Linked DNA regions of Mus musculus: regions 2, 3 and 4 are each linked to region 1. A link is a contact called in public Hi-C and HiChIP or PLAC-seq data. All regions are on one chromosome and are shown on one strand. The core of a region is the stretch at or near the end of the contact, and the rest is flanking DNA. Distances in the headings are between cores, read along the strand shown.

Evidence for each region. A called contact is a pair of places that touch in the nucleus more often than the background predicts. HiChIP or PLAC-seq counts read pairs in DNA pulled down with a chosen protein or histone mark.
Region 2: a contact with region 1 is called in an H3K27ac HiChIP or PLAC-seq map of embryonic fibroblasts, with 5 times the contacts expected there. The contact joins the enhancer-like site here to the promoter of Gjb2 in region 1. A contact is called at or near these places in 15 of 39 promoter capture datasets (the 3T3-L1 cell line, 3T3-L1-derived adipocytes, the HPC-7 cell line and 9 more), 1 of 15 datasets of contacts at CTCF or cohesin (pro-B cells), 3 of 484 Hi-C or Micro-C datasets (cortical neurons, embryonic fibroblasts and epidermal suprabasal cells), 18 of 115 datasets of contacts at active chromatin or transcription factors (the NIH/3T3 cell line, acute myeloid leukemia, embryonic fibroblasts and 8 more) and 1 of 9 other capture datasets (pancreatic islet).
Region 3: an HNF4G HiChIP or PLAC-seq map of pancreatic cancer cells shows a contact between it and region 1. The contact joins the enhancer-like site here to the promoter of Gjb2 in region 1. A contact is called at or near these places in 4 of 39 promoter capture datasets (embryonic stem cells, epiblast stem cells and liver), 5 of 484 Hi-C or Micro-C datasets (the HPC-7 cell line, epidermal suprabasal cells, gonadal supporting cells and 2 more), 7 of 115 datasets of contacts at active chromatin or transcription factors (embryonic stem cells, kidney, pancreatic cancer cells and 1 more) and 1 of 9 other capture datasets (embryonic stem cells).
Region 4: a contact with region 1 is called in a Hi-C map of rod photoreceptor, with 2.8 times the contacts expected there. The contact joins the enhancer-like site here to the promoter of Gjb2 in region 1. A contact is called at or near these places in 2 of 39 promoter capture datasets (hippocampal neurons and liver), 2 of 484 Hi-C or Micro-C datasets (embryonic stem cells and rod photoreceptor), 2 of 115 datasets of contacts at active chromatin or transcription factors (embryonic midbrain and neural progenitor cells) and 4 of 9 other capture datasets (adipose tissue, embryonic stem cells, liver and 1 more).

The regions. Positions count from the first base shown.
Region 1 is chr14:57,101,897-57,106,555 of GRCm38.p6, reverse strand. Gjb2 (gap junction protein, beta 2) reads left to right here and starts at 1,854. Exons shown (of 2, transcript NM_008125.3): 1 at 1,854-2,087. It overlaps Gm32912 (a long non-coding RNA gene), which reads right to left and starts at 1,891. Exons shown (of 5, transcript XR_383459.4): 1 at 1-1,891.
Region 2 is chr14:57,314,675-57,319,333 of GRCm38.p6, reverse strand. All of the region lies in intron 3 of Cryl1 (crystallin, lambda 1), which reads left to right. Among named protein-coding and RNA genes, the nearest start is that of Gm23593, 16 kb to the left of the region's middle. Within about 2 kb of position 2,418, at least 77 of the 459 cell types and tissues checked have an H3K27ac peak or open chromatin away from gene starts, as enhancers often do. A contact at or near this core is called in the NIH/3T3 cell line, the SN4741 cell line, embryonic fibroblasts and 4 more, where this site is marked.
Region 3 is chr14:57,266,396-57,271,054 of GRCm38.p6, reverse strand. No RefSeq gene overlaps it. Among named protein-coding and RNA genes, the nearest start is that of Gm23593, 65 kb to the left of the region's middle. Within about 2 kb of position 2,559, at least 17 of the 459 cell types and tissues checked have an H3K27ac peak or open chromatin away from gene starts, as enhancers often do. A contact at or near this core is called in pancreatic cancer cells, where this site is marked.
Region 4 is chr14:57,232,635-57,237,293 of GRCm38.p6, reverse strand. No RefSeq gene overlaps it. Among named protein-coding and RNA genes, the nearest start is that of Gm23593, 99 kb to the left of the region's middle. Within about 2 kb of position 2,658, at least 10 of the 459 cell types and tissues checked have an H3K27ac peak or open chromatin away from gene starts, as enhancers often do. A contact at or near this core is called in rod photoreceptor, where this site is marked.

The sequences.
Region 1 (4,659 bases), core at 605-3,104:
ACCATCAGCCAACACACAGCCATTAGGCGAATCTGTAGAAGCAAGTTAGGGAGCTAGACGCTGAAGCTGTAATCATAACGTGGGCACTAACCCTCAGGAGAAATTGTTCAATGGAGAAAGTGAAGCAGTTCTGATCTCCAACCTATCTTTTACTGGCCAGCTTCCTACAATGATTCTAGAAGCTTCTGTCATCCTCACTGAACAGGGGCTCCAATTGACTGGAAACTGTACGACCCATGAGAAGCTAAAGGTGCCAACATCCTTCCACCCCTGCCTGCTGCCACTACCTCATCTCCTCTTTGATTCATCTTTAGATGTGCTCAGGCCAAGGGAGTTGTACCACCCCATCTTGCTTGGCCAGTTATTCCACACAAGCTGATTCAGCACATCTCTCTCTCTCTGAAGGGCTGGACACAGATCCGAGGCTCTCTTCCTTAGAGACACTCCCTCTTAGACTAAGACTTACAGTTAGAAAGGAGGTGGGGGTAGTAGCAAGCGAGCGTGCAACCTTCCTCTGCCCAAGCAAGAGCAGTCAGGTCTGCCCGCGGCAATGTGCCAGCTTTACAGGGAAAGCATGTACCTTCAGCCATGGTCCTTTCATTGAAAGCCAATCCTTCGACCAGACGGGCCTTGTCAGAATGAATCAGTCTCTTCACTGCGTGTAAAGCTAATCTGAAGGAACTTTGTGGGGATGTGCCGTTTTCATTCCAAACCTGGCAGCTGTAGGACTCGGGTTGCAAGTAGTAAGGTGAAGCTAGCTGGCCTAGGTATCCCAAAGCGTAGCTAGCTCTTGTGAATGTCCACCGTAACTCCTCTCAAAACTATCCAGACAGCCAAGCAATGTGGAACACCGAGCCCTCAAAACCCACGAACAGCTTGGCGGAGAGAGGTAGATGCAGGCTGCCCAGGTCTTCCCAGCATCCTGGACTCCAAGAGGGATGGGCTTGCCTAACCTCTTCTGCTCCCCCCCCCCTTCCGCATCCCCTGCACCGGCAGAATCTGGGTGCCCCTTCCTTGCAATGCTTTCAGTTGTGGAAAAGAGGACACAGAGAGCGGGGGCACAGGCAGAGAACCCTCCAGAGACTGTGACAAGTCCACTTCCAGGCCAGCCCTGGAGACGCACCTCTACATCTTCTTCTGTCCTAGCCACTGGCACCCTGTTCAAAGTGATCGAATTAAATCGGGAATTCAAAGAAATAGAAGCCAGAATTTGGCCAGCCCTGGCGGCGCCCTCTGTTAGTCTGCCTTGAACCCGAATTCTAGATGCCTCAGCTCACTGCACTACGGGAGAGGAGTCTCCTGTGCGCTACTGGAAGCTGCAGGCCAACACAAAACTGTACCGTCCGTTTATCTAACACGCACACACACACACACACACACACACACACACACACACAAGTATATATAATATTACTACAGCGAAGCTTCGAATATAACAGCACACTTTCCACTAGTGAGAGTAGTAAGAGCAACATCAACTCTCTTTCAACATCACCCAATCCCCCAAAAGCGAGTAGCTGGGACTTGGAGCTTTGCGACCTGCGTCCTGGGTGAAGACACAGGTCTACCAGCTCTGTTCAGGCTGCGCTCGGGACAGGACACTGGAAGAGCCTTGAGCTCAAAGAGAGCTGGGGGTGGGGTGGGGCGGAGTGGGGTGGGGAGTGACCTAGGCTCCAGGAGAGCTCGCGACTCGGCGGGCCCTGACGGCTCTGGGTGCCCGGAGAGCCCCGCCCGTGGCGCTGGGGGTGGCGGGCTACTGGGAGCCGCCTCCTCCGCAACTTTCTCAATCGCTCCAGGGTGAGAGAGGCGGGGTGAGGGCTTTGGTTAAAAGGCGCCGCGGCCAACAGGTGTCCAGGATCGCAGCGCGCGGCGCGCTCCGCTCTCCCAACTCGCAGCCAGTCGGCGGCGCTCCAGTCCACTGAGCGCAGCCTCCACCGGGACCCGCGGCGACCAGCACAGGATCAGCCGGCGACCCATTTCGGACCAACCCAGGAGCGGCCCCGGGACCCGCTTCAGACCTGCTCCTTACCGGGGACAGCGCCTCGCCGCTTCCCGCCACCCAACGCTGCACGCTCCTCCGGACACAGGTGCGACCGCCAATCCGCGCCACCGAGTCACACTGGTGTAACCCGCCCCCGACCGCAACGCCCCACGGTGGCTGGGGCGCGAGACTCAGCCAGTAGGGACGCGTGAGGTGCGAGGAGGGGTGCGGGCCGCCACGGTCCTGGGAAACCGAGGCCGGAACGCGCTGCGCGGTCCCTACGGGCCACCGCCACCCGTGCATAGGGACCCGAGCTGTGAACGCGTTTCTTCGGCTGCAGGCGTCTGGCCCGGCTCGGGGTTGGAGCCGGCTGCTCTCACCGCCGCGCACAGCCTGAGCCGGGAGGTCCCGCACAGCGCGGGGTGGGGAGGGACGCGGGGGCCAGGCTGTTCCGCGCACGACTGCGACGTGTCGCCAGTATTCCTTCGCTAGAATTTTCCCGAGGCCTCCTGGCTGCGTTGTCTGCCGCCATTGAAAAGTTTTTAGCTAACCGAAAGCTGAGCAGGAAAACTCAGTTTCATTTGTTAAGCAGGAAGCCTCCGTGGGAAGACACTGACCTTTACCACCTAAAGCACTGGGGTGACGTGGGCGACCGCCCAAAACGCGCGGCCGTAGCCGCTCCCGCGAGCTGGGGAACCCCAACCTGCACTCGGGTGGAGATTTTGATTGCTTTTTTTTTTTTTCTTTCCTTAAATGCTTTTTAAGGATTTGCGTCCAGGCGGGACGTTACAGCTGGAAGGGAAGGCACAGGTTCACAGATGGCGTGCTGCTGAGAAACTTGTCCCTTAGGACAATTGCATCAGCCCCTTGGTGCTGCCTCAATGGAAGGGAAGGGAGCGTAGGCCTAAATGGGACCCATTGCTCAGGTCCACGGGATTGTCCTGAGAAGCCTGGCTCAGTCATGGCTACACTTACCCCGGAGTCCTTTGGGAACTATGGGCAAAGCCAGTGAATTATGAGAAGGGTGGAGGGTGCGGTGGGGTCAGCATCTAGAGGCAGTCCACCAGCTCCCCGAAGTATCCTTTAAGGCAAATAAGGGTCATATGCAGTATATACTATAAACATGGAGAAGCTCCCTTCTACTCAGGAGCGAATGATTCACCGGTTCAAGGCAATCTCCAGGTGTCCCATGCCAGGTAGGGACCTGCGTGTGACCTAGTCCTAAGGCCAGCCTGGAAATCACCTCCTACACCACAGTTGAATATTGACGATTTCACCTGCTGGCTTAGTACTCCTAACCCCTTTGTGAGGTCAAATTTTAACCTCTCCTTCCACTTAGAAAGGCCATTTAAGACAAGCAGCTGCAATCAGATATGCCGGGACCCACAGCTATGTCCCAGCTATTTGGTTTTCTTTTGGAGTTTTCTCTCTCTCTCTCTCTCTCTCTCTCTCTCTCTCTCTCTCTCTCTCTTCTTGACCTTGTTTGTTCAATCCGGCCTTCCCATTTTTTGGTTTTTTGTTTGTTTGTTTGTTTGTTTTTGTTTTGGTTCTGTTCTTTTCTTTTCTTGTCTCTTTTGGTGTTTGTTTTCTTGAGCCAGGGTCTTGCTCTGCAGAAAAGTTTTCCTCAAGTTAGCACACTCCTCCTACCTCAGCCTCCAGAGTTCTGCTATTATAGATGTATTAACCCCCTACCCCCACCCCCATGTTGTGCTAACTCCAACTGCATGGATTTAGAAGCCATCCTGGGTAACACGGTAAACTCAAATTCAACAAACACTTAAGTACTTTTATAAACAAGTGCACAGTTTACGCAGAAATTGAGGGTTTTTTTTTTTTTCTGTGTTGATAATAATTGGGCTAGTCTGTGGATGCTATAGGCAGGCAAAGGGATCCTCCAGCTCTGTATTTTGGGTCAGGTGTGTAGATGTTTATTTCAATGTCCTGATCTCCACTCGGGAGAAGGGGAAGGAAGAACAGAAGGTCTAATTCCAATCAGATTGTTTTGTTAAACTTGGAACACTGTTGCTTTTCAATCCTTCTGCTGTTGGGGGCAGACCACATGGAGCTGAGAGACTGTTCAGAGGACAACCAGCTTCCCAAAGGGCCTCTGACAGTCTAGGTATAAATGGGTCAGGGCTGAACCTGCCGAGCCTGTCTGTTTCTGCTTTCCAAGTTGGATAGGACTTGATGTTTTACCGGTGTATGTCAGTATTCCTTAATTCCCATGCCCCTGGCCCTATCTCCTCTGTCCAAGGCAGAGCTGAGTGGGTTCCAGCAAGTGGGTTCCCTGGTGCTCTGCCACCGCCACTAGGGACAAGGAGGGACTTCTCTCTGCGCCTGCTGTGAGTCCACTGCGAAACAGGATGTAACTTGCTAAGCAGGAGGGTAGGGTGCTTTTAAGAAAGAGTCAGAGGATTCTTTACAGCTTGGAAGGAAGGGGTGGAAGCAAGTGAGTCAGGACAGCCGGGAAGATGGGATTAATCAAAAGAGGGGTTGATTGTGACAGACCAGGTGTAGCCATGGAAGGTTCCTGCCCTGGGATGAAATAGAAGGTCATTGGCTTATGGAGGCTCATCTAGGGCACAGGCCATATATAGACACTGTGTCACTCAGACAGGATACACTGTGATGCCACCCAAGGCAAAACCCCCATCAGGTGGCTCCTTGGACCAGCAACT
Region 2 (4,659 bases), core at 1,169-3,668, 210 kb before region 1:
GTAGAAATTTTTGACCCAACAAAACCACCAAATAAGACCATTAAAGAAAAATCAGTGTGGTTTCATTTTTTCAAAAAGAAAACAATTAAAAAAAATGAAACAAGTATTCAGTACATAATAGGAAGAATTAGGACTCTCTCTTTACAGAGGTGAGAGAGGGATGTGGTGTGTGTGTGTCATCTCATCACTGAGAGGCAGAGGTAAGAGGATCTCCAAAAGTAGGTGGCCAGGCCAGAACCAGATTCCAGGCCAGTCATGGCTATCCAGCTAGATCCTATCCCAGATGAAGTTACAACACAAACAGGCTGGGGATGGTGAGTACCTGCTTAGCTTGCAGAAGGCCAAGTGCCACAAGGCACCAGGCCTGGTGCTGGGTGCCTGTAAAATGGGAAATGTAAGGTAATCTTCAGCTCCACAGTGAGGCCAGCCGGGGACACATGAAGTGTTGCCTCAAGCAAGAGCAGTGTGTGTGCTCTTCTCTTCAGTGCATAGGTGAGGAAAACAGATCAGATAGATAAGGAATCAGGAAGAGAAGCAAGCATGGAATCTGGCTGTCACCATTAAATAAAACAAATGTTGTGGCTTTAAAGTGGATTTTTAACTTATTGGAAATAGCAGAGTGTCTTCTTTAAAATGTAGCATGGTGGTACAGCCATAGGCAGAGATGGGGTTTGCCTAGGCTACCTAGTGAATTCTGGACCAGCCTGGGCTACAGAGTGAGATCCTGGTCTGGTCTACTGTGGTTGGGCAGCTTTTTTTTTTTTTTTTTCTTTTTCTTTTTTGTTGTTGAAAGTTTAACCAACTTGTAACCAAGTATAGTGACTCACACATGTACTCCTAACATTTGGGAGGTGGACAGGGAGACAGAGGGTAAAGTCAAGGCTAGCCTGAGCCACATGAGATCCTGTCTAAACAAACACACAGACCCATAAACGCAAACCAAAAAACACCCTACAAGAACAAAGAAACCTCAGTGACTTGTATTTAAGAATGTCACTTCCCTTGAAGCTCCATCCATACAATGGCTTAGCACATGGCACTTAGACTGACATCACCTCTTCCTCCTAGGAAAGACTAGAAATACCCTAGAGCGATGACATAGGGATGTAAGTGAACTGTTTTTATTCTATTATTTTTTTCATGTCAAGCATTTAAATTCTAAATAAATGATCTCATAAAAGGTACAGAAGTATCCCTGGAATGAGGATGGGAGAAGGTACTCAGAGGGATGGCGCTGAACCACATTTGTTTCTGAGGTGCTGTGAGGTCACCGGAGGCAGGACTGCATTTTCGAACAGACAGCATTAATCTCTATAAGCAGAACACCTAAGCTCAGGGAACTGACCTCTCACCCTCTCTCCCAGCTGCCCTCCCCCACCTCCCGCCTGCCCAGGAGGCTCTGCTCTGCTGTTTCCCTTGGGAAAATCTCTGGGTGTAGTTTGTTTTGGATCATTGCAGGAACTTCTAGGCTAGCAGAGTGAGCACCTTTAATACCCTCAAAACCAAGCAACCAAAAACACTTTAATTTGATGTTCAGGGGTAAATGAGCTCCTGGTTTGGGCAGAGTACCATTCATTTGGCTGAGAGGTTGGTGTTGAAAATGAACATCTTTTCCTTTTGACACCACTTCCTCCGGAGCAGGACTCTCCTCCTCTTCCTCTCTCCCTTTTCCTGTCTATCTCCTCAGGAGTGGCAGCCTGATGATAGCTTGTAAAGGCTGCGCTCTTGGGGAAGACACTGAGGAGAAAGTAGAGGCGGTGATGACAAGGTGAGAGGGCCTCACAGTCTGCCTGCGCTGTCTGAATTCTGCTCCCCTCCAGCCCAAGAGTGTCTCCCTGGCCTTCCCAGTCGGCTTCCTCCACAGTCAAACCCGCTCCTAGAACCACGTTGTGTGTAAAATACTTCAGGCACTACAGTCATATGTGGGTTTTCTTGGAAAGCACATTGAAGTTTTCATCCACATATTTTACATGAGTCACAGGATGCTATTTAAATTGTGTGGGGTGACTGGGTGAGGCAGGGTGGGGTGGGAGCCATTAAAAAAAAATCAAAACTCAGCAAAACCTCATCTTTGCCTTTCATGGCAACCGTCTGTGGGACTGCGTGTCCTGTGGCCAGCAGGCAGGACTTGAAAAGCAGGTACTTGTGCCCTCTCTGGGAACCAGCCCAGTGAGCTGACCGACTGCCACTGCGCAGATTCACCCAAGTACAGCCCTGAAAGCTCTCAACCATCCGGGTAGCTTTAACTGCCGACCAGACACTGCCATTTGCCTGACATTTACTTTTATAAACGTTGTAGTTAAAAAAAAGTATACTCATAACTCCATCATTCAGTTTCCTCTGTTTGAGAAGGGAAGGGGCAAAAGCAGCAGTGTTGACGGTTAGCCTCATCTAATGTCTGGGTCTGGAGGCTAGTGAGAGTTGGACAGGGATGTGACTCAATTGTCAGGCCCTGAATTAGATCCCTAATGCTGCATAAGCCTGAGGGGGAGGGGGAGGGGAGGAAGTGGGAGGTCAGGAGCTGCTAGAGTTTCACATCAGCCTTTGTTACATATCGAGTGGGAGGTCAGCCTTGACTACTGCCTCAGACCAAAAAAAAAAAAAAAAAAAAAAGGAGGCTGATTTCGACAGCCATTAAGAATTCTTAATTGCTGCTGGTGGTGGTGCGTGCCTTTAATCCCAGGACTTGAGAGGCAGAGGCAGGCGGATTTCTGAGTTCCAGGCCAGCCTGGTCTACAAAGTGAGTTCCAGGACAGCCAGGGCTATACAGAGAAACCCTGTCTCGAAAAACCAAAAAAAAAAAAAAAAAAAAAAGGAATTCTTAATTAACAATTAAGTTTTGTCATAATCTACTTCCCAAGTGTTCATTGCTTGGTTTTGCTGCCCAAATCTGGGCACGCCTGCGGTATTGGTTGTGTGTGACCGGATCGTTTGTTAGATGTGGCGTTCATTCCCATTCCCTCAAAACGAAGCAAATCCAAACAAACAAACAATATAAACCAGCTCTGTAGGGAGATGTGGTCAGACTTTAATTAGGCAGAGGCAAGCTGGTTGCCTGCTGTGGTGATGGCAGCCACTGAAGTATTTCACACAAAGCAGCTTTTTATAGAAATGCACCCCTCCAAGGCAGACTGACTGGAGAAGCAGGAGGGTGTGGAGGAGAGACAAGTGAGTGGCCACACCCCTCTGCCTTAGCTATCTGACCCATCTATACACCCTTCAGGGCAAGGAGGGCGGCAGCCTTTGGGGTCTGAGGTCCTGACTAAAATGAGCTACCTTTGTGGACAGCAGGGAGCTGAGCCCAGCGTTTGACATGGCTTGAAGCCTGAGGTCTGTGACTCCATCCATCTCACACAACTGGGCTACCACAGCAAGAGCAACCAAATGTCAAGCCAGCAGGCCACTGGAAACCCTTACATAATTGTAGCAGGTTTGGGTTTCCTCTGGTTCAAGTTTTCTTGCCTCTGTCATGATCAAACGATTTGGAGAAAAGGCATAGAATTTCAGAGGAGAATCTGCATGACAGCGCACAATGAGGCCATTCTTTTCGGGGCTCACAGGATCTCTGAGTCGGCCTTCACCTCTGGCTTGACTCCAAGGCTCCATTTAAACTGAACCAACCTCACAGACTTAAGTGATCCAGGAGGGACTCAGTGGGAACGGCCAGCCACTGTGGCTCTTTTTCCTTTTTTGATAAGGGGACAGAACACAATGGGCTTTACAGTTCTTAAATGACTCTGTTCTTTGGTTCTCTTTGAGATGTGACGCTCATATGGCCCGATTATACTTTTAAAAGGTTTAAACACACACACAGTGTGGACCCCTTCCCTTTTGAATAAAACTTTAAGAAGAATATTTTTTAAGAATTTTAATTTTTTTGTGATGAGTGTTTTGGCTGTGTGCATATCTGTGCACCTGTGTGTTCCTAGTACCCACAGGAGCCAGAAGAGGGCACTGAATGCCCCAGAACTGGACTTACTGATGGCAATGAGCTACCATGTAGATGCTGGGAACTGAGCCCAGGTCCTCTGCAAGAGCAACAAATGTCATTGACCTTGGAGCCACCTCTCTAGCCTCTGTTTTATTTGTTTATTATTTCTTGTGAGTATCTGTATATCTATCTATCTATCTATCTATCTATCTGTCTGTCAGTTATATATTCTTCTGAGACTCTGTTCAATCTCAAACTCTCCAGCAGACAATACCCTTGACCATTTTGATCCTCCTGCCTCTACGTCCCAAATGCTGGGATTATAGGCTTGCTGACATTTTTTATTTGTGAGGAGTTATTCTGATATCACTTTGACACTGAGTTTCTGTAGTTGGGCTTTTGGGGTTCTTTTCATTCCCTTAAATGTTACATAAATGAAATGTCCCAGTGAAGTTGGCTGGGCAATTAGCGTTGTAGAAGTGAACAAGATGCTAGTACGACTCTGTTGGTGGCAGTGAGCAGCTAGGACAGCAGTTCTAAACAGACATCCTGCATATCAGATATTTATATTAAGATTCATAACAGAATCAAAATAATTTTATGGTTGGGGTCACCACAGCATGGGTTGCTGTATGAAAGGGTTGCAGCGTTAGGAAGGTTAAATGCTACTGACCTAGGAGGTGGGGGGATCCTGACATTGGTAGAATCCCAAATGTGGGGCATACCCA
Region 3 (4,659 bases), core at 1,310-3,809, 160 kb before region 1:
TCTTTAGAGTTTTTTCCACATCTCTTTTATTTTATTATTCTTATTTAAAAACAAAAAACAACCAACCAACTCCCCTGCCAACCCCCCCCCCCCAACAAACTTCTGTAAATATGACTGGAACAATCTTGTATGTAAATAAGTACAAAACAGCATCCCTACAGTACAGACACACACAATAAAGATGGTTTCCAAATGTAGGTGATAGCATGGAGTATCAGCAGGAAGTCTGAAAAAGACCCCCAAATCCAAAGACTGACAAGTTCCTTCGCCTTTGTGCCCCTGGCACTGAGACCCATAGCTGGCATCAAGCAGTGCTCATTGGTGTCTGAGTATGAAGTGAGTGGAGTTCCATGAGGGGCATGAGTTGAGGCACACTCTTGCTGGGCTTGGTGAGCAGCTGGAGCCTCCCCCACTCCCCACCCCAGATCCTCCCCTGTGGCACTTTAGGGGCTTCATCAGCACACACCAAGTATAGCTCCTGTGGAAAGGTGATTTCTCATGTGGTCAAAGCCGGCAACACTAGAACTTCTTGTGAGAAAGGGAATTTTCCAGAGAAAGGAGAGCTGGGTCAGTCTCCAGAGCCCCTTGAGGTCTTGATCTGTCAACTGGGGAATAACAGGCTGTTAGTTCACACATGGAGATTTTCATAAAAACCACCTGGGAGGAAGGACCTCGAAATGTTAAGCTTGCTTATTTCTGAATAGTTCTAATTGTGTTTGTGTGTGTGTGTGTGCATGTGTGTTTTCCTTTATACTCTGGCTTTTATCACAAGCATGTATTATTTTTATACTAAAAGCCATAGTGCAATTAACATTGGACCTCCTGCTCTAGGGACTCTCAATCATCAAGACCAGAGTTTGGTGGACATGACCTCCATCACCCTCCCCTGGCTGGCTTCCCATGTATGACAAACCTCAGTAAACTAATTCAACCATGTACAGATGAAGCAGTATGCAGTAGAGAAACCAAGTATCTTGACATATAGTAGATGATCTCAGCGCAGAGTGCTGGGGTCTAATGCAAGATCTTACTGAACATTCAGTAACTTACCACTAATTGCTCAATACCATCACAAACACCTTCATCACTCTCACCACTATCTCTGTCTAAATACTACTATCACCACCACCACCACCACCACCACCACCACCACCACCACCACCACCACCACCACCACCATCACTATCACCGCCATTACCACCACTGATTTAACCTAGTTCCTGCACCCCCAGCTTTAGGAAGTGTATGGTATTGTAGGTGAGTGTAGATGGTGGGGAGGGGAAGTTAATTAGCAAGTAAACAAACTTCCTTAGATGTAGATGAAACTTACAGGATTCCCAAGGGACCTTCTCCAAGGTTATGGAAGCAGCAAGCTTACTGCTTGTGCTGGAGGGCTGGCAGACCTCTCTGGGATGTGGAAAGGAGACTCTAGACCTATGCTACTCTGGGAAGATGTACACAGGCAAACACAGGCTCCAGCCTGGCCTGGGAAAAAGGAGCCTCACCAAGGGCAGCCAGGAGTCACCATGACAATTGGGGAATGGACTAGGAGAGAGGAAGACAGATGAGTCAGGAAGCCATTTTAAGATGAGGCAGAATGCATTTCTTCATTGCAAATAAGAGCTCCAATCCATGGGACTTAGACCATGGGGACATGTTGGTGTTCAGGCAAGTCTTGGGGTCTGATGTTTAGCTCATGACACATTCTGTGTCCTCATCACCCAGTTGTGAATTCTGATGAGAGGACAGACTTAACCTGAGAACAGATTTCTGAGCTGGATGGTCCCCTTCAGAAGAGTGGGAAGCCAGCTGCTGCTAATGGGAGACAAGACCAATGTAGCATGGACTTGAAGATTAATGCCATGCAACTGTACCTTGTGGATGGCTCGGAGAAGTCACAAAACACGGAGGTTAGAAACCTGGACTCTGGGGCCAGACTGCCTGCCCTCTGCAGTAGGAAGCTTTGTGCAAGTTGCCCAATCCTTCTGGACCTTGCTTCCTGTTGTCTTGGTGTCTTATGTTGATATGAGATTGTTTAGTGTCTGGGGCTTATAATGCGAGCCCAGTAGCTAGCAGTTGTAGGTAGGGTCACAGGGGCACAGGGATGGCCTCAACAGCATACAACCCCTCATGGTTTTACATGGTGTGAGGCATGAGTCTGGTCTCTCTCAACCTTCTAATAACACTGCTGGAAACTCTGTCTACCTCCCTATGCATTCTGGGTGACTCTGGAGAGATCTGTGGGTCCTTCTCATCTCTCACTGACAGGAAAGGAGGTGACTCTCCAAGTCTGGATTTCAAACTGTCTCTGCCAGTGTCGCTTTTCAGGGCCAACACCACAAGATAAATCAAGAAGAAGAGAAAAATAATTTTTGTGGTGCCGGGGCTCAAAACTATAACACATGTTAGGTGAGTGTAGTACTACTGAGCCACACCCTCAGTCCTAAGAAACTTGTGGTTGGGACTTTCACCTGTTGCTTGGATCTGAGCAGTACAGACCACAGGGTAGGAAGCTTAGTCAGTCATTGTTTCTCAAGATCCTGTGGGCTGAGTCAGATTTTGAGGTAAAAGTTAACCAGGTTTGTCCATGCCACGCCATGCCACACCTCAGCTCTAAAGTCAGCACTTAAAAGCTGTCCAGAAAGAACACTCTGTATAGATAGGACCTTCAGTGCCAAAAGGACATCTGCCACTGTGTCCCCAAATCCTTCCTGCCCAAAGCCAAAGGCTGTAGAAGGGAAGGGAGCTGGGGCCTGTAGAGGACTGGGTCTCTCTCAAGCTCCCCTTCCCAGCCTTTTATCTTCCTAGTGAAAAGGTGTCTCCTCGCTGGGGTGGGGTGCAGAGAGGGGGCTCATTTGCACCTAGTAGAGATAAGCTACCTCTTCAGCTTTCTGTAGGCTTTCGACTTTCTGTATCTTCTATCAGTTCAGGTGCAAATGTCACCTCCTCTCTGTCACCCTCCAGCACTCTGATGTAGAATTCATGTCCCAACCAGAATTCTGGCTTGTCCACCCTGACATAGGGCAGGGGTAGCCTTGCCTGGTGGTTAGCCAGCCAGACTGCAGGTAGTCTCTGGCTTCCATCTAACCAATGCCACTCTCCATACCTACATGACCATATTAACTGATCCTTTTATCTTTCTCTTGTCTTCTCTTTCTTTTTGAAAAACGGCCTTTCCATTTTGTGTTCTCAGTGCAGTCAACAGCATGAGGGATTTTGTTCATCTTCCTCCTCCTCACCTGCACGATTCTTCCAAATAACTCCATTTCATCTCGCTTACATCCTTGAAGCCGACTGGGAAATGTCCCTGACGTCGGAATGTGTCTCTTATCCTTCAGGCCTTTTGAGAGGATTCGCAGGAAGATGCCTGGCCATGTGGTATTTTAGACAGAAAACATTTTCTTGAGTCTAAATGATGGTAAAAAGGAGAAACACAGGTTCCTAGTGTATGTGCGCGCACACACACATGCGTGCTATGTATATGTATATGTGTCAGGTACACATGCCTCTATTTGTACGTGTGTAGGGGTCAGAGGTCGACATCACTTGTCTTCTTTCTCCATCTATTTCTTCAGACAGTGTCTAACCTGGAGATCTATGATTTGGCTAAATTACCTGCCCAGTGGCCTGTAAGGACCCTCCCGTCTCTATCTTGCAGTGCTAGAATGGCAAATGTACATCTCCCAACCATCTGTCTTTTACATGGGCTCTTGGGAGTTAAAACAGCTCCTCCTTCTTGCATGACAAGCACTTGCTGAACATCCTCAGGTCCACCATCATTCCTTTTTATATTTGCTTGCTTTGTGTTGGGGAATTAAACCTTGTGGATACTAAGCCAGGGCTCTACCACTGAGCTACGCCGCAGGCTGGACCATTCTCAGTTTATTAACAGGAACACAGGGTGAAAATGTGTTCTCCTTGAATAAGAAGTGGGTGCGATGCTTTATCTGCATTTCCAGTGTGAGTTCGTGGTAGCTGCTGCAAAGGTGATCAGTGAGGCTTTTAAATTCATTACTAGTAGTATAAGCTCAGGAATGTATCCTTTACTAGGCTATAGCTATGACTCAGGGATAAGCATCATCCATCATTGGCAACCGAGACCCTGATCCTGGCTCCAGAGGTTTTCAATGCAGGTTAGTGGTTGAGAGCATCTTAGCTTGATGGTATGTCCCTTAGAGTGCACACCTCTATCTTTGCAGTCTTATTTTATGTTTTCTGTGCTTTGAGGAGATACATATCTATCATATAGCTGTATACATGCATATATATTTGTGTGTGTGTGTGTGTGTGTGTGTAGTTGTTTTCTGTTCTTGATCCAAATTCCAAGACAGCCATTACTAGGAGTGGCCAGAAGTTGAGCATCTAGTCATTAGTTTATTTAATGAGTACTTGTTGAGAATCTACCTTGTTTAGATTCTATAAATATGAGGAGATAAAACAGTCTCCTGGGTCTTGAGTGCCCCGGCTGCTGGACAGAGTGAAGGCGCCGTCCAAGTGGAGTGGCCACAGACTGGCAGAGAGACAGGATGGCCTCCAGGGGGTGTGACACTGGAAATTCAAACAAAGTCTCAGACATACTGAAATGGGAAAGACCTTCCCTTCCCTCTGAGTTCTATCTGATGCTTCGGTTCAACAAATGGAATAAAATGACATGCTAAG
Region 4 (4,659 bases), core at 1,409-3,908, 130 kb before region 1:
GACAGCAAGCTCTAAGTCTACTTATGTATCCACCCATCTCTCTGCATGTACACATATATGTAATTGTGTCATCACTTGGTGCAAAGATTTTTATGAATAGTATTCTTGAATAGGAACTCACAAAGGACAGATATGTGAGCCACACAGGCCGTCAGTTCTCTGGTGCACTTTTCATGGTGGCTCTAGTGTTTCCTGGACATTCCTGCCTATAGAACACAGATGTATACATTTGCAGTGTCATATTACAATGGAAGCAAATGGAGTGTATGAAACCAGGTCTTAGGTAAAGCCTTAAGAAGGGGTAAGATCTAATATTCATGGCTCTTGGCTACGAATAAACTATTAATCAGAAAACCATAAAATGTCAGTTTCAGGTCTCTACCTCGTCTCCCCTTTTGGGTGTATGGTAGAGAAAACAGCATTGCAGTGGTGTGTGAGGATCTGCGACCCAGCTCATCTCTCCCCGCAGGCAGCTTGTGACCCTGGATGAGTCACCTGAGCTGTGCTGAGCTGTCTCTTCATTTATAAACCAGTAATGCCTTTGCCCTGCCTGCCTGCAAGGCTGTTATTAGGATTAATAATAATGCTCTGGTGATTAGCATTTGCAACACTCCTGCACCCGCCCTGTGCTATAATTACCCCCATTAAAGATGAGACAGCCACAGCTCAGGAGAGTGAAGTAAGTTGCTGATGGACACCCAGCTACAAAGTACTGGGTGTGGGATGTGAACCACCTAGGCCAGAGCAGGGCAAGGTCCTTGGGCTTCTTCTCCCAGGGGTAGGTGCTCTGGGACCTGTTTGATTAAAACCCTATCAAGACATCACCCTGCTGTCCTGGGTGCAGAGGGTCACCGACCACAGTGGCTAGCTCTTCAGGCACTTTTGGGAGCTCAGAAATATTTGAGCCGCCCTTGGTAGGTATCGTGTGTGTGTGTGTGTGTGTGTGTGTGTGTGTGTGTGTGTGTGTGATAGGCCTATATGTGGGTTCACATGCAGAGCAGAGGTCAATCTGGGGTATTTTCTGCTTTTGCTTCCCACCTTGTTTTCTGAGACAGGCTCTTTCACTGAACCGGAAGCTCACTGCCCAAGTAGATTGGCTTTTCTGCACGCTCCCGGGAGTATGTCTGCCTCCATTCCCCACCCTGCCCTGCCTCCCACCTTCCCCAGTGCTGGGATCACAGGCACCCTCTGCTTCACTTGGAGAGTTTAGATACAGACTCAGGTCCTCGTGCTCGTTCGGCAAACACTCCACCTAACCATCCATTAAAGGATTTTTATGTTTAGGAAGTAGGAGAGGATGTTTTCCGTAAGAAAACAGAGGTGATCATTTGTCCTCGAAGTCGGCTCTGCTTCTCTAGGCCCACTTGTCCAAAGTCTGAGTGTTTGTAAACACCTGTCTTCACATGTATACACACACACACACACACACACACACACACATACTTGACATTTAATCATAAACATAAATTTCAAGAGTCCCTATTCTCTCTCTCTCTCTTTCTCTCCGTGTGTGCGTGTGTGTGTGTGTGTGTGTGTGTGTGTGTGTTCAAGAGAGAGAGAGAACATGCTACAGGAGCTTATTTTACCCATGCATGTACATAATGCATGCTAATAAAATGTCTATCAAAAGACCTATAGAGAGGGCTAAGGACGTGGCTTACTTGAGAGATTGGTTGCCTGCAGGCTCGAAGTCCGGGGTTTGAGCTCCAGCACCGTGTACGCCTGCTGTGGTAGTATATCAGCAAAAACCTAGCACGTGGAAGGCAGAGGCAGAAGGCGGCCATCCTCAGCTATGCAATGAACTCAACCCTGTCTCATAAATAAAATAAAAGAAGAAAAACAAAAGACTCAAAGAAGAAGCCAAAGACACAAACATCAACACGTCAAGCAGTCACCTGAGTGATGCCCGGCAGCCCTGAGAGATGTCAGGCGTGCTGGTGCGTGCATGCATGTGTGTGTGCACACCTGAATTGACTTTTCAATTCTGTTTTATATACAAGTCTGAAGGGTCTCTATCTATGATGCTATGGACAAGAAGCATTCTCTATTTCAGAGCTTTTTTCAGACTGTGGAATACTTTTATATGTATAAAGAGATAGATGTCTTGGTGACAGGACTAAAGTCTAACCCTGAAATTCCTTATGTTACCTACCCGCCTCAGACACAGCCCGAGGGTAATCCTATAAAGTATTTTTAGTGGGCTCCCATTTTCACTGTGATCTGTCAAATGAAGCAAGGACAAGAATTTTCCACTTGAGGTGTCTGTCAGCACTCAAAGAAGTGCTGGAAGCCAGGCATAGTGACACAGGCAGGTGTGTGATCTCAGTGCTAGATAGGCCAAGGCAGAGGATTAAAAGTGAGCAGCCCACAGGGGCCGGGCCCTATAGTAAGACTCTGCTTTGAAGTAAAAGAAAGGGGGAGAGGAAGGGGAGAGAGGGATTTTCTTTAGTGCTGTAGCCGCTGCAGTGGGCACACCTCTATGTGAGTGCCTGCTCTGCCACTCATGGACACACGTGTAGCTAAGAAGGATGAAGGAGGAAGGGGGAGGTTTGAATTTTCGGAACTTTATATAACAATTGTCTGACCTGCTGCTACTGGGTCAGGGCCCAAACTGCCAAGACAATGAGGCAGTGTTTTTCACAGGGCAGTTTCAGAGCCCCTGCACCCCAGGGGCTCCTCCCTGTGAGGTTCCTCTTCACTGCTGCCCAGCCCAGCCCCTTGCAAGCTCTCAGCTGTGTTGGGTTCCACCCTGTCCTCTGCCCTCTGATAGATGGTTTTCCCAAAACAGAAATCTACCCTGTCCACGCCCCTCTTAAAGCCTCTGCCTGACCCCCAACCCCTTCGGCAGAGGGAGGAAGTGGGGCTGTGGGGATGGTGGAACCTTCCGGGCCTCCTGCACTCTCTGCTGCTGTGTCTGCATTCCTTCTGCACATGGAGCTCCCAATTGCCACACCACAGGTGACCCTGCCCTCCTAGACATCCTCTCTAAAACTATGAACAGTGACCAAAACATACAGTAACTGACACAGGGGTGACCTATTTTTCCCAAGGGCAAAAGGAAAGGGAATCCAAAGAAATCAACATTCAGATAATTTCAGATGAGGCAAGGGTTTTAAATAGGCATTTATTTATCTATTTTTATATGTATGAGTGTTTTGCTTGCACGAATGTCTGGGTACCACATGCAAGCCTGGTGCCTACAGAGGCCAGAAGAGGGTGTTGGATCCCTGAACTGGAGTTTCAGTTGGTTGTAAGCAGTCCTTTGGGTGCTGGGAATCAGGCTTAGGTTCTCTGGGAAAGTAGCCAATACTTTTAACCAAGGAGCCATCTCTCTAGTCCCGAGGTAACGGTTTTTGTTTTTGTTTTGTTTTCAAAGAGCTATGTATAATATGTGATGTGAAGTAGTAAAAATAATACCAAATAGGTTTAATGTAAAATTTGGTTATAACTACAAGCTGAGATTCAACACAAAGGAGAGGGAAGGGATGGATCTCCCACTGCCTTCTCCAGGGCCCAGCTCTGCAAATGACTGGAACTTGACACTATCCTATCGCGTGAAGTAACATTGTGTGTTCTCTTCCATCAGAGGTTTCTAGATCCAAATCTTTAGATGTGAGTACAGATCCCGTAGTCACTCCAGAAACCAGGAAAATAAAAACAGGACCATACATGAGAATGGGGAGTGGGGGAACAATAGAGAAGAGCAGGATACAAATGATCTGACTGGGGATCTGGGAAAGGGGGCATCTTAGTTGCTGTGAGGAATCGCCATGACCTAAAGCAACCTGGGAGGAAAGGGTTTACCTGGCGTGCTCTTCCACACTGCCATTCGTCACTGAAGGGAAGCAAGGCAAGGAGCGTTGGAGTTGTTGGTATGGAGTATACAAGAGACTCCCAAAGCATACAGGATATGGCTATTGCCCTCCAGGTAGAAGATAAACCCCTATCACTGAAGGCACCGTGCACTTCAGAAACAAGAGATGCTCCTGAGTGAGAATTGACCTTAGTGTCTCCTCCCTGAGGGCTAGCTTAGTAACTGACTAGCTAGTCAATACAAATGGTCAGCTCTGAAAACATACAGACAAGTAATATACTACAGACCAAACAGGTTATATTTATGTATTTGGGAATATACATGTATATACAAAAAATATGTATATAACAATAATCAATGAGAAAAAAGAAGCCATGAATTTGAAGAGGGTGAGGAAGGGTATATGGGAGGGCTTGGAAGAGGAAAGGGAGATGATATAATCATAGTATAATCTCAAAAATAATAGAAGAAATTTAAGTAAGACATTAGGCAGAGGACTGAATCATGAGGGCAAGGGTCTAGTGAGGACGATTATATGCTCATGAAAGGGACTGACAGAGAGTCATTGTTTCCCGTTGGAACTTCCAGCCATAAAGATACAACATTCCTCTTTTCTGAGAAGATACAGCCCTCACCAGAGATCTGAACCCAATGCCATGGTGATCTGGGACTTCCCAGATCTGTAAGAAATAAGTCTGCTTTTTGTTTTTTTGTTTAGTTTTGTTTTTTTGTTTTGTTTTGTTTTAAGTACCTTCTCAAAGACTATCATAGGGACAGCACAAAACAGATTAAAAGGGTGAGGTAAAATGTAAAAGATGAAGTTTACCAGTAGGTGTGTTTAAATA